Regions from separate parts of the Camelus bactrianus genome. Here region 1 is linked to region 2. Evidence: chromatin contacts called from public Hi-C data. All regions are on one chromosome and are shown on one strand. The core of a region is the stretch at or near the end of the contact, and the rest is flanking DNA. Distances in the headings are between cores, read along the strand shown. Region 1 holds the start of TRIB3 (tribbles pseudokinase 3). Region 2 holds the start of SRXN1 (sulfiredoxin 1).

What was found. Hi-C and Micro-C count contacts between places; a contact is called where the count stands out from the background.
Region 1: a Hi-C map of blood shows a contact between it and region 2, with 4 times the contacts expected there. The contact joins the promoter of TRIB3 here to the promoter of SRXN1 in region 2. A contact is called at or near these places in 2 of 2 Hi-C or Micro-C datasets (blood and liver).

What each region holds. Positions count from the first base shown.
Region 1 is chr19:9,729,993-9,736,032 of ASM4877302v1, reverse strand. It overlaps TRIB3 (tribbles pseudokinase 3), which reads left to right and starts at 3,714. Exons shown (of 5, transcript XM_045521077.2): 1 at 3,714-3,966.
Region 2 is chr19:9,522,541-9,528,554 of ASM4877302v1, reverse strand. SRXN1 (sulfiredoxin 1) reads right to left here and starts at 3,415. Exons shown (of 2, transcript XM_074347076.1): 1 at 3,039-3,415. The coding sequence starts at 3,260. It overlaps LOC105073604 (a long non-coding RNA gene), which reads left to right and starts at 3,414. Exons shown (of 5, transcript XR_012500584.1): 1 at 3,414-3,551.

The DNA of each region.
Region 1 (6,040 bases), core at 2,465-4,964, 210 kb before region 2:
CTTCAACTCTTGGGATGGGTGTTAAGAGGCAGGAGTGGCAGCCTGGGCCCCATGGGAATAATATTAGTCACTTATCATCAAGTGCTTACCATGTGCCAGGGAATCTTCTCAGCTCTTTACTTGTAATTAACTCATGGAACCTCTCATTTAACGATTATGCCAATAACAATAAGCAGTTCAATAGCCCTATCAGGAGGATACTATTCTCAATTCCATTTATAGATGAGGGCTCGGGGTCTCAGAGTAGCTAAGTGTCATCCAACAAGGACAGTCTAGGGAGGCCATGTAAGGCAGTGGACAAAGACCATCCGGGCTTCCAGCCAGACTTGGCTCAAATCTCACTGCTCCTCTGCCCCGCCTTAGACCAGTGATGTCACCTTTCTAAGCCCCAATTTCCTCATCTGCCTCCAGGGATGAAAACAGCAACTTGGTAGGGAAGTTTGTGGAGGCAGTAAGATGATGTAAGAGAAGCACCCACACAGGTCCCTGCTGGGTCCATGGGCACAAGATCACATTCTTTGTGAAGAAAACCCAGGCCCACAGGGCAGAACTGGATCACCCAGCATGGTCATGGCTGCCACTGGGCCACCAATGGGCTGATGCTGTGGCCAGGCATTGGCCTTCCTCCCTGTCCTAGGGCCCAGCCTGAGCCACGTTGGGATGCTGAGGGATTTCTGCAAAGCCTCCGGGAAACCCCAAAGAAGGGGGAGGTGCCCAGTGTCTAATAAACGCTCCCCAAGAAGAGCACAGGCCCGGAGTTGCAACTCTTGAATCACTCATCGCCTTTCCCAAATTGATTGGCCCAGATCCATTTACCCACCTGTATTATTATATTCCATAATGTTTTTCTTTCAATTAGCTCATTTTTAAAAATGTTGTAGACCCAACAGGCTCTTCCCTTCTTTGCTATAATCCCAGGACCCTGTGCCAGGGATTCTTGGTCTGAGGCAGTGCTGCTCAGTATGGTAGCCATTTCTGCAGGGGGCTACTGACCACTTGATAGGGTGACTGAAGAAGTGAATTTTCACTTTATCGAATTTTAATTTTAGCAGGGGAAACATTTTCTCCATTAATCGCAACTTCATTGTTTTGTTAGGACATTTTACTTCAACCACTGACAATTTAGCCTTCATGCTATTTTGTGTCCAAATTAAGTGTAAAATATATGCCAGATTTTGCAGACATTAGTATGAGAAACAATTTAGGTTATCTCGTTAACAATTTTTTTACTCTCTGTTGAAATGATAATATGCTAGATACATTGGATTAAATAGAATATATTATTAAAATTAATTTCACCTGTTTCTTTTTATTTTTCTTTAATGCATAACTAGAAGTTTTAAACTACATATTTGGCTCACGCCATGTTCTACTGAAAAGTGCTGGCCTGGAGAATTGGGATTTGATACCCCTAACTGCGATAATGTCCCAAAACCTGGGGTACATGCCTCAGATGAATTTCCAGTGACTGTACCCACAAGAGTCCTGGAAGAGGCTGCTGGGTTGCAAAAATTGTGAAATGTACAATGTGGGTGCTGGAGTCTGCTGTCCCAGGCTCATATCTGAAATCTGCCTCTTGTAACAAGCCGAGTGGTCTTAGGTAAGCCCCTCACCTTGACTCATCTATAGAATAGAAGTGACATTGCCAATTTCACAGTCCCTTAAGTGCCCCAACACCTTTGCACTTACTTTCCCCTCTGTCTCCCCTCACAACTTTGTCCTTCTCAACCCTCCTCTTCCTTAAGTTCTTATTTTAAATATCACCTTCCTGATATGCCCTGCTGAAAATAGCCACCCTTCAGTCATATCTAATAGAGAACAAGTCTATGCTATGTATTCAAGAGAATACATAAACAGACTCATAGACATAGAATACAAACTTGTGGTTGCCAGGGAGGAGGTGGGAAGGGATAGACTGGGAGTTCAAAATGTGTAGATACTGACAGGCATATGTAGAATAGATAAACCAGATTGTACGATATAGCACAGGGAAATATATACAAGATCTTTTGGTAGCTCACAGCGGAAAAAAAAGTGACTATGAATATATGTATGTTCATGTATAACTGAAAAATTGTGCTGTACACTGGAATTTGACACAACATTGTAAAATGACTGTAACTCAATAAAAAAGATTTAAAAAAATAAAATAAAAAATTTTGATCTATGGTTTAAAAAAAAGAAAATACATGACACTTATAATCTGTTTTAAATGATCCTGGCTTATTGATTTTCTTTTCTTTAAAAAAATTTTTTTTGTTTTTTTTTGGGGGGGCGTTATTAGGTTTATTTATTTATTTATTTGACGGAGGTACTGGGAATCAAACCCAGGACGTCATGCATGCTAAGCATGTGCTCTACCACTGAGCTCTACTGTCCCTCTGAGTTTCTTTTTTTTTTTTTTTTTGATTTTATTTTCTTGATAATGGTTTGTCTTTCCACTGATTCATAAAGTCCATGAGGGCCAGAATGAGTCACTCTTGTAACCGCGGAGTACCCAGCATTTAGAACAGGGTCTGACACAGCATGGAACAAAGTTAGGAATGTATGAGCAAACCCAGCACAGTCTGGCTTCAGAGCGGTGCTGAGAAAACAGCATCCCTGACTTTCCTTGCCCCTTACAGTCTATCTAGGTCCTGGTGTAGTAAATGAGTTCATTCATCCCTCCCCAGAAGGGAAGTCTCCAGGGTTAAATAAGATCCTAGAATCCCCTGGTGTGCCCTGAAGGCTCTGAGATGCAGGTGATCTAGTCCCTGAGGTTCTGCAACCGGGGAAACAAAGGTGACACCACCTCCCTCCCATCAACCTCTGCCTGGAGGAGTTATTTTTTGACACTGGTGAATTCAAACACCAAGGCCTAAAAGGGATTGGACCCCTGGGACTGCACAGGGATGTTTCACCAGGGCCTCCCAGGCCTGGGGCCGCAAGTCGTGTTACAGTCGCTCTCTGAGCCTCCATTTTTTCCACTCTATTTACTGAGTATCTATGATGTGCCACACAGTCCTAAGTATTTAAGGTGTGTTAGCTTATTTAATTTATTTCCTGAAGTAGCACAGTGGGTCTGGACACTGTGGGTCTGGGCAGAGTTAGGGTCAGGGCACTTTTAGGTAGGCTGGTTCCTAGGTGATTGCTCTTAACTACCAGGCTGCACTGCCTCTATCTAATGAATGCTGTGAAGCCCACCAGACCCCAGGCCTCCCCAGGGCACCACAATGGTTCTATTGAGCCCAGAGTCATCTCCTAGGTCTGTGGTCTTTGAAAAGCTCCTGGTTACTTTCCCACAGCTGGGCCTCGGGCTGCCCCTTTGTACAATAGGCAGAATGGAGCTTCCTGCCTGCCCAGGGTTCTCCTAAAGGTTTAATAAAGTAATAGTAGGAGAAAGTGCTTTATAAACGGGGAAGCACCCAGGAAACTGTCACGGTTCGCTTTTTCTCCCTAGCGCCCTCCTGAGAAAGAATTAACGTTCTTCTGTTTCACAGATGGGAAAACTGAGGCTCAGAAAAGCAAAATGCTTTTTCTAAGGTGATAGTGAAAGCCAGTGGCTTGTGTCTGCATTCAATCTTCGGGCGCGAGGCGGGAGGGGGACCAGACACACCTAGAGGGCGGGTGAGGCAAGGGGTGCCGGAGCAGCGCGCGGACCGCACAGGAGGGGCGGGGCGCGCTCGGGCGGTGACCCCGAGGGGCGGGGCGCAGGGATGGTGCAATCCCCGGCCTGAGGGCATCAGGCGGCGGCTGATTAGCTCACGTTTACATCACCCGGGCCGGAGCTGGAGCCCGGCGCCCGGCATTCCCGAGACACTCGTGGCGGAAGCGGCGACGGCTCCGCGCGCGTCCGGCTGCTGGGATCCTGGGCCAGAGCTACCCCCGGAGCCGCGTTCAGCCGCGGCGGAGCGGCCCGGGCCACCTGAGGGTGACCAGCGACTCTGAACTCGGGCGGCGTCAGGAGCCCGCCGTGCGCGGGGCAAGGTATCCGGCGGGGGCGGGAGGCGGCAGGGCGGCCGGGAGCCTCCGGGCGGCTGTGGTTGCTGCGTATCTCTCTCCCCCACCCCCCCACCCCGCCACCCCCCTCTCTCTCTCTCTCACACACACACCCCTTTTAACAAAACTCGCCGTCTGGGGAGCGACCTGGGTTGAGTGTTCCCTCCCGACGTGTCCAGGTGACGCGGCCAGGCAGGGCATGGGGTAGCCGAGTGTGGCCGACTCTGGCGGGCGCGAGGGTGCCCACCAGCGGGGCGTAGCAGCGTGTCCCTGGGGCAGAGGAAGCGGGGACTGCCTGGACAGGGTGTGCGGTGTCCGCGTTGGTGTGAGTGTGGGGCGGGCCGGGGAGTAGTTTAGCTGGGTGCGGGGAGGTCTGAGGGGGAACTGAGGGCTTGGGGCTTTGTCTGTGCGGATCTTCGGGGACCTGCGTGGATCACTGGGGTCCGGATGGAGCTATGTCTCCGGGTACCGTGCGAGCTGTGCGGAGGACTGGGCACCGGGCGGCAGGTGCTGGCCGTGCGGGGACGCGGCAGGGACAGGCTGGGTGCCCGCGGGCCCGGCAGGTGCGGGGTCAGGGGCAGCTGGGAAGCCGGAGCGAGGCCGCTGGCAGGTGTATGCTGGGCCCGTCGGCCACCGGTTCCCACGCTATAGGGGGCTCGCATCTTCTGTTCCTGCAGACTATGTGCGTGGTACCTGCTGACTCTGGGGTGTGGGGCCGAGGTCCCAGGTCAGCCCCTTCCCAGTACCCGCCCCTCGCCCCCGCCTTCCCTATGTTTCCACTAAACCTTCTGCCCGGGGATTCCGCGCCCACGGGAGAAGCTGTCTTGCTGTTACTGAGGGCGGGGCGGGGCCGCCCACTGCCTTCGCGGTTGCGGGTTGCGGGGTCAGACGTAGCGTGTGGCTTTGTTGCTATCCGTCCTGCAGTTCTGAGTATAACCGTTGGGAGAGCTCTGTGTGTGTGTGCGTGTGCGTGCACGCTTGCTAGCGGAAGGCAGAGGTGTGTGTCGCTTAATAATATGTGTGCCCCTCTCTGCCCTGCCTGTGTGCCTTGGCTGGCTATCTTGGACAGAGTGTATCTGAGGGGTGTGTGTACACCTGTCTGCCCTGGGTTGTGAGAGTAGGTGTGTTTGGTATGACCCGCCCTTATTCCTCGGGGAGTGTCGGGGAACGGATATTAGGGGCTGCCTCCATCCTACCACAGTGACTAGTTCTGCAGTGTGGCCTGCAAATTCCCTTGCTAATCTATAGACTCCATTACCCCATCCGTCCAGTGGAGCTTATCCCAGGCCCCACCAGACTCTGAGCTCTGGATAGGGCCAAAGCATCCTGGGGTGCTGATGTGGCCATGTGGTCCAGCGAGTCTCGGGACTTTGCAGGGTACAAAGCACCCATACAGCCAGGGATCGTCTTGCTGTACTCTCAGAACAGCCAGTGCGGTAAGGAGTATCATCCTAGCTTCATCCCTGGGAGGTTTCTGAGACTTCAGCTGTGTAGAAGAAGAAGAAAGAGGAGGAGGAGGAGGAGTAACGGACCAACAGCAGTGACTATTTCCTGACACCTACCCTGCAACAGGGCCATGTTACTTCATTTGTATTTTAATTTCATTATCCCAAAAAATCCTATGGGCTTTGCATCATTTACAGATGAGGGAATTGAGGCTCAGGAATTTTGAAGAACTTGCCTAGGACTATCCAGCCAGGAAGGTCTGAGCCAGGATTAGATCCCGGGAATATCTGACTACAGCCCCCCTCTACTGCATTCTTACCAAGATGGGGCTATGGCCTTTCACTCTCAGTGGGGGCTCCCTCCCTCCTAAGGCAGCCCATGCATTTGAAAGCAGCGTGATTGGGGAGGTGGGCCTTAGTCTGAGAACTGATTCTGAGTGATATTTCCCCTTAATCCTGCCAGGGACTGTCAGGAAGTTCTTTAATTATGCTGAAGTCTGTCTCCCTCTTAACACCTCATACCTGAGCCTCCTTGTCCCTCATCTGGAGCCTGGATGGGTGGGCAGATGGGTCCCAGAGAGACCTATGAAAGGGAGGGAAGGAGGGAGAGGAGTACG
Region 2 (6,014 bases), core at 2,166-4,665:
TAGATACAAAATTAAAGAAATAGAAACAATCATTTTTCCTTGTGATGAGAACTCAGGATTCACTCTCTTAATCACGTTCACATGTAGTGTACAGCAGTGTTAATTATACTGATCACGTTGCACACTACATCCCTAGCACTTATTTATCTTATAGCTGGAAGTTAGTACCTTTTGACCACTTTTCATACAACTCTCCCTCTCCTCATCACTCCCCCCAAACCCTACCTCTGGTGGCCACAAATCTGATCTCTTTTCTACTAGTTTATTTGTTTTTGAAATAGAATTGACTTATGATACTATATTAGTTCCTGATATACAACATAATGATTCGATATTTCTATACATTCCAAAATGATCACTATGATAAGTCTAGTTACCATCCCATCTGTCACTATACAAAGATATTACATAGTTATTGACTATAGTCCCCACCTTGTACATTTCTGACCTGGGACTCCTTTATTTTATAACTGAAAGTTTGTACCTCTTAGGTCCTGGAGCGTTTTAAACAGGGGAAGGTGACATGATCTGAGGAACAGCCTAGAAAGCTGTCATGGGAGAGCAGGCTTAGTGGAGTGGACAGCGGCGAGATCAGGGAGGACAGAGGCCTCAGCAGGTATTCAGCCAAAGATGCTGGCCTGGGTGAGGGTGCAGCAGGGACAGGGAGAGGTAGGCAGGTTTGGGACAATTTTAGGGGGCAGATTCGACGGGAGGGATGAATGTGAGAGAAGGGAGGAGGAGTCTAAGTTGACTCCCTGCCCGGGGCCTAAGCCACCAGATGGAGAATGGTGATCCTCTACGTGTAGAAAGCCTGGCGTGGGGTGGGATGGGGATGGGGGCAGGGCCTGCTGGGGAGACCAAATGAAGTGTGAGCTGCCTCCTGCCCTTGGCCCATGGGTGGTCTCTTCTTAGGCTGCTTTGATGGATCCATTTACCTATTTATCCCAGAGATGATTATTAAGCAGTATGGCCCATGAGCTGGGCTCTTGAACCAGGCAAACCCAAGTTTGAGTCTCAGCTCCTCCAAAGAGCGGTGGGGGGTGGGGGGGGAGGGGGAGGCTAGGCAAGTGGTCTCAGCACTGAGCATTGTTCCTCATCTGTAAAGTGGGAATGGACACCCTATAGGGCTGCTGCTGAAGTCAGGGAGCTGATGCCTGTGAGGCTCGGAGCACAGGCTGCCTGGCAGTGGAGTGGGAACGAGGGGCAACTGCCAGGTGGGCCTTGTGCTGGGCACCCAGGGGCCTGCTGGCAGGTGGGCAGCATAATGGCCCCCAAAGATGTCCAACTCCTAATCCCTGGAGCCTGTGAGTATTCTCCTTACATGGAAGAGGGACTTTGTAGACGCAGTTAAGGCTCTTGAGATGGGGAGATTATCCTGGGTTATCCAGATGGGCCAAATGTAATCACCAGGGACCTTAAACGTGGAAGAGAGAGGAATCAGAGGAGGTCTGATGTTGCTGGCTTTGAAGATGGAGGAAAGAGGCCAGAAGCCAAAAAACGTGGGTGGCCTTTAGAAGCTGGGAAAGGATTCTCCCCTAGAGACTCCAGAAAACCATGCAGCCCTGCTGATATCTTGATTGTAGTCCAGTGAGACCCATTTTGGACTTCTGAACCATAGAACTATAAAATAATAAAATCTGTCTTTGTTTTAAGCCACCAAGTTTCTGGTAATTTGTTATAGTCGCCATAGAAATCGAATACATATGGTAAACAAAGATAGTCTTGGTTCGTGCCCTCACAGAGCATATGGTTCTGGCGGGGAAGACAGGTGTCTGAGGCCATTACAACCCAGTGGGATCAGAGCTGTGCTGGTGGGCATGCAGGTGGCTGAGGGCCCCCAGGAGGCCCCTAACCCAGTAAGGGCTGTCAGGGAAGACACTGACACTGAGACAGGAAGATCAAGAAAGCATTAGAAACAGTAAAGAAGAGACGAAAGAGTTTTTTGGGCAGGGGGAAAAGCCTGTGCAAAGGCCCAGGGGCGAGAAAGAGCATGCACAGCCAGGTCCAGCACAAACAGCCAGGCACCTTGCTCGTGTTATGGAAACAGCCAAGACAGGATAAAGTCCCTGCTTCTGTGGAGTTCACATGAGGTGGGGAGGACAGACGATAAAACACAAACAAACAAATGTATACTATGACTCTGGTGGACATAAGTGCTTTAAGGAGAAACACCTGAGGTTAAGGGGCAAGCTACAGAGGGGAGGACTGACAGGGAGGTGGACACCCGACCCAAGCGAGGGAGCAGGCCCTGGGGCTCTTTGGGAAGCAGTTCCAGGGAGTGTGAACAGCAATGCAAACTCTAGGACAGAATGACACTTGGGTTGGGGGGAAGGTAGGGTAAACAGGAGAGGTCTTTGGTGGGGCCTCGAGGTCTCACATGGTCACCTTCCAAGGGTCTTGGGGAGGCAGACATGATGCTGGGCAGGCCCCACCTGACACATATGTCCCCTCCCTCCCCTCAAGATCCTGCCAGGATCACTCAAACTTTCTTGAGCACCCCTCTGTGATGTGGCTGACCTGTCCACGCCCAGTTCCGGGTCAAACAAGGCACTCCTAGCAGACATGACACTCCCAGTCCCGCTGCCACAGCCAGGAGCGACTGCACAGCTTATCTCTGGATAATGTGGTGGCCATGCAGCTGGGCACTGGGGCCAGGCGGTGCCACTTTCTAAAATGCCTAACCTTGGACAAGTTGCTTGAATCCTCTCTTGCCACAGTGCCTCATCTGTAGAAGAGGAACAGTGGTAGTGTGTACCTCATTGGGTTGGCATGAAGAAGATAAGGCACTTAAAACAGCTCTTAGGCCACTCACTTCAAGTGCTATCTTTATAGTAGTCAGAGATCGTTATTTTAGTTATCTCCTCCAATCTCCTTGCTCAATGAGGAAAGAGAGGCCCAGAGAGGCCCAGCTACTTGCTCAAGGTCACACAGCAAATGCTGAGTTCTGGCAGAGAGTGGAACCAGTCCTGTCTCGCGTCCAGCGTGACCTCCCTCCTCCGAAGCCCCCCCCCCTGCGGCCGGCTTCCCCGGGGCCTCACCCGGATCGTGTCCACGAGGCTCTGCACCTTGGCCGGGTCCAGCACAGACGGCAGCGGCCGGATGATCACACTCAGCGGCACGTTGTGCACCGCGGCGATGCAGCCAGAGTGGATGCTGCCGCCCTGCGCGCCGCCGCTTGGCCCGGATCCCTCGGGCACCCCCCGGCCCTCCCCGGCCCCGGCCCCGGCCCTGCCCAGCGCTCCTCCCGCGCGCAGCCCCATCGCGCCGTCACCGCCGCTGCAGCCGCGGGACAGGCCGCCTCCCCGCGGACTTTAATCTCGGCCGGGCCGTACCATTCCGCGCGAGCGGTGGGGGGCCCGGCAGAGCGCCTCTCTCCCCCCGCCCCGCATGGTCCGGCCCATTCCCGCGCGCCCCCGCTGGACTTCGGCTCCGCTCTCCCGGCGCTGAGCGACACGCGAGAGGCTCCGGTTCTCCGCCGGGGGGCGCCTCGCCGCCTCCCCTCCGCCGTGCGGTGTCCCGGGAGTGGAAGAGCCCGGGCGGGCTGACTCAGGGTGAGTCTGCAGGTTGTGGGACGGGAGGGGCTCGAGTGACGCACAGTCCGGGGTGACTCAGGCCCGCGGGAGGCGGGGACGCGAGGGGGAAAGGGCCGGAGCTGCTTAGTGAGGGTGAGTCGGCAAAACCTGCCCCGCTTGGCCGCTCGGACTTTGGAGCCTTAGAAGTAATAGCCGTGGAGGTGATAGTACCAACAACAGTAATATTACGAATCTGACGAATCTGGTGCTGTGTCAGGCACTGTTCTAAACATTTTGCACGTACGTCAACTTATTTGAGCCTCAAAACAACCCTATGAGCTGATGTGATGATTATTCCCATTTTACAGACGAGGAAACTGAGGCAGAGCCAGGTTTAGGTGATTTGCCCAAGGTCACTGAGGTAGTAAGGTGCCTTAACCAGGGTTCAAATCTAGGTAGTCAGGTTCCAGAGTGCGCTCTCTACCCACCGCTGGTCTCCTTGGGTAAGCAAAAGTAACTGTCACAGGGAGCCTTCTGGGATCCTGCTGACTATGTGTAGGCACTGCCCTAAAGTTCTATAGTCACTATCTCGTTGCATCCTCACAGCAGGTGTGGTCGCTGAAGCGCTTCTCCGAGGTAAGGCAGACGATGAAACTCAGGTTATCTGAGCTCAGAGTCCCAGGCCACTTAGCCACCGACACCTGTTTACAGATGTGGACACTGCAGCTGCAAAAGGTGGTAGTGATGACTTAGGTCCAAACGTGCGGACCTCTGTCCTCACTCTCCTGTTTAAAGCCCTCTATCCCCTCTTGAGCCTAGGTTCAGCACCCAGTGTCCTCTGGGGCCAGAGGGAGGTAGGCAGAGGCTCGGGTTTAGATCCCAGGTGTTTATCAGCATCTATGGCAACATTAGGGATTTGGCACAGATTTGCCTGGGTTCAGATCCCACCTGGCTACTCCCTAGCTGTGTGGTCTCAAGCAAGTTGCTTAACCTCTCTGAGTCTTAACCTTTTCTTCTGTAAAATGGTTGTGGGGAGATTGAGAGGACACTCGGAGATAATGGCTGATAGAGGGAAAGTGGAGCTGGGGGTATCAGTGCTTCCAATAGCGATACCCAAGGAAGACTACTGTTTCATCACGAACACCCACAGTGCTGAAGGAGAGAGTCTTTGACTGAGAGAACCAGGAGAGGCTCCCTGGAGGGCAGGTATTCATATTGAAAGAATGGCTTGGTCCTGGAAGGGAAGAGGGAAGGCACAGGTGTTGGTTTAGGGTGTAGGCTCTGAAATCACTTGGATCGCATGGATTTAAATCCTGGTTCCACCATTTACTAGCTGTGTGACCTCTGTTTGTGTGCGTATGTGTATGTGGTGGGGTACTCAACTTCTCTATGCCTTGGTTTCTCCTCTCAATTGCCAGGGAGAGCAAATGAGAAAAACACACACATAAAGTGTTGAGAAAGGTCTCTGGCACATAGAAAGTGCTGAATCCAAAGCAGGTGGGAGGCACATTCCAGCCACAGAGCAGCTTGAGCACAAGCAGGTAGATGACACAGCCCCAGACCTAGACGAAGACAGGCACGTCTGCTGTCGTGGTTCTCCTTCTCACCCTGGTTGTCATGTGCACGGGGAACAGCTGGCAAGGCCTGGTGCTGCAGCCTAGTTTTCCTGTGTGGTTGGTGGGCAGACCCCATGGAGGGGGAGGACGGAGGGGGAAGAGGACCTGCCCAGTCAGCAGTTGCAATTATATTGGCCCATCTGTCCCTAAACCAATGAGATGCAGACTTAAGCCTCGTGTTGGGACTGAGATGAGGTACCTTCCATTAAGCCTGGAACTGGAGGCTGGAGAAATTCTGGGGTTTACACAATCCCCTTTTGTTTCAGTTTAGATTCTCCCAGAAGTGGATCCTGAGACAAGGACTTGTGTGCAGGTACTTTATTTGGGAGATGTTCTAGCTATTTATCCCTGTAACACAAACCACTCCAAAATTTAGTGATCTGAGACAACCATTTTATGATCCTCACAGATTCTGTGGGTCAAGAATTCAGACAGAGCAGAGTGCGGACTGGTTGTCTCTTCTGTGTAGGGTCTGGGCCATCAGCTGGGAGGTAACTCAACAGCTGGGGGTGACTTGATGGCTGGGGCTGGAATCATCTGGTGACTTCACCTTCATGTCCATCCAGTGGACCATGCTGCCTGTCAGCCAGAACACCTCCACGTTGCCTCGGCTTCCGCATAGCATGGTGGCTGGCTTCCAAGAATGAGTGTCCCAAGAGAACATGGTAGAAGCTTCATGGCCTTTTCCAGTCTAGTTTTGGAAGTCATATAGCATCATTTCTGTTGTGTTCGTTCTATTTGTGGGAGTGGTCACAAGCCCCCATAGTGACCAAGGGAAGGGACAGAGACTCCATCTCTTGACAGGAGTAGCAAGGTTCTAGAAGAGCGTGTTCCCACAAGGGAGATATTGTTGTGACCATCTTTGGAAGGTCTCCTTTGCTGTAGG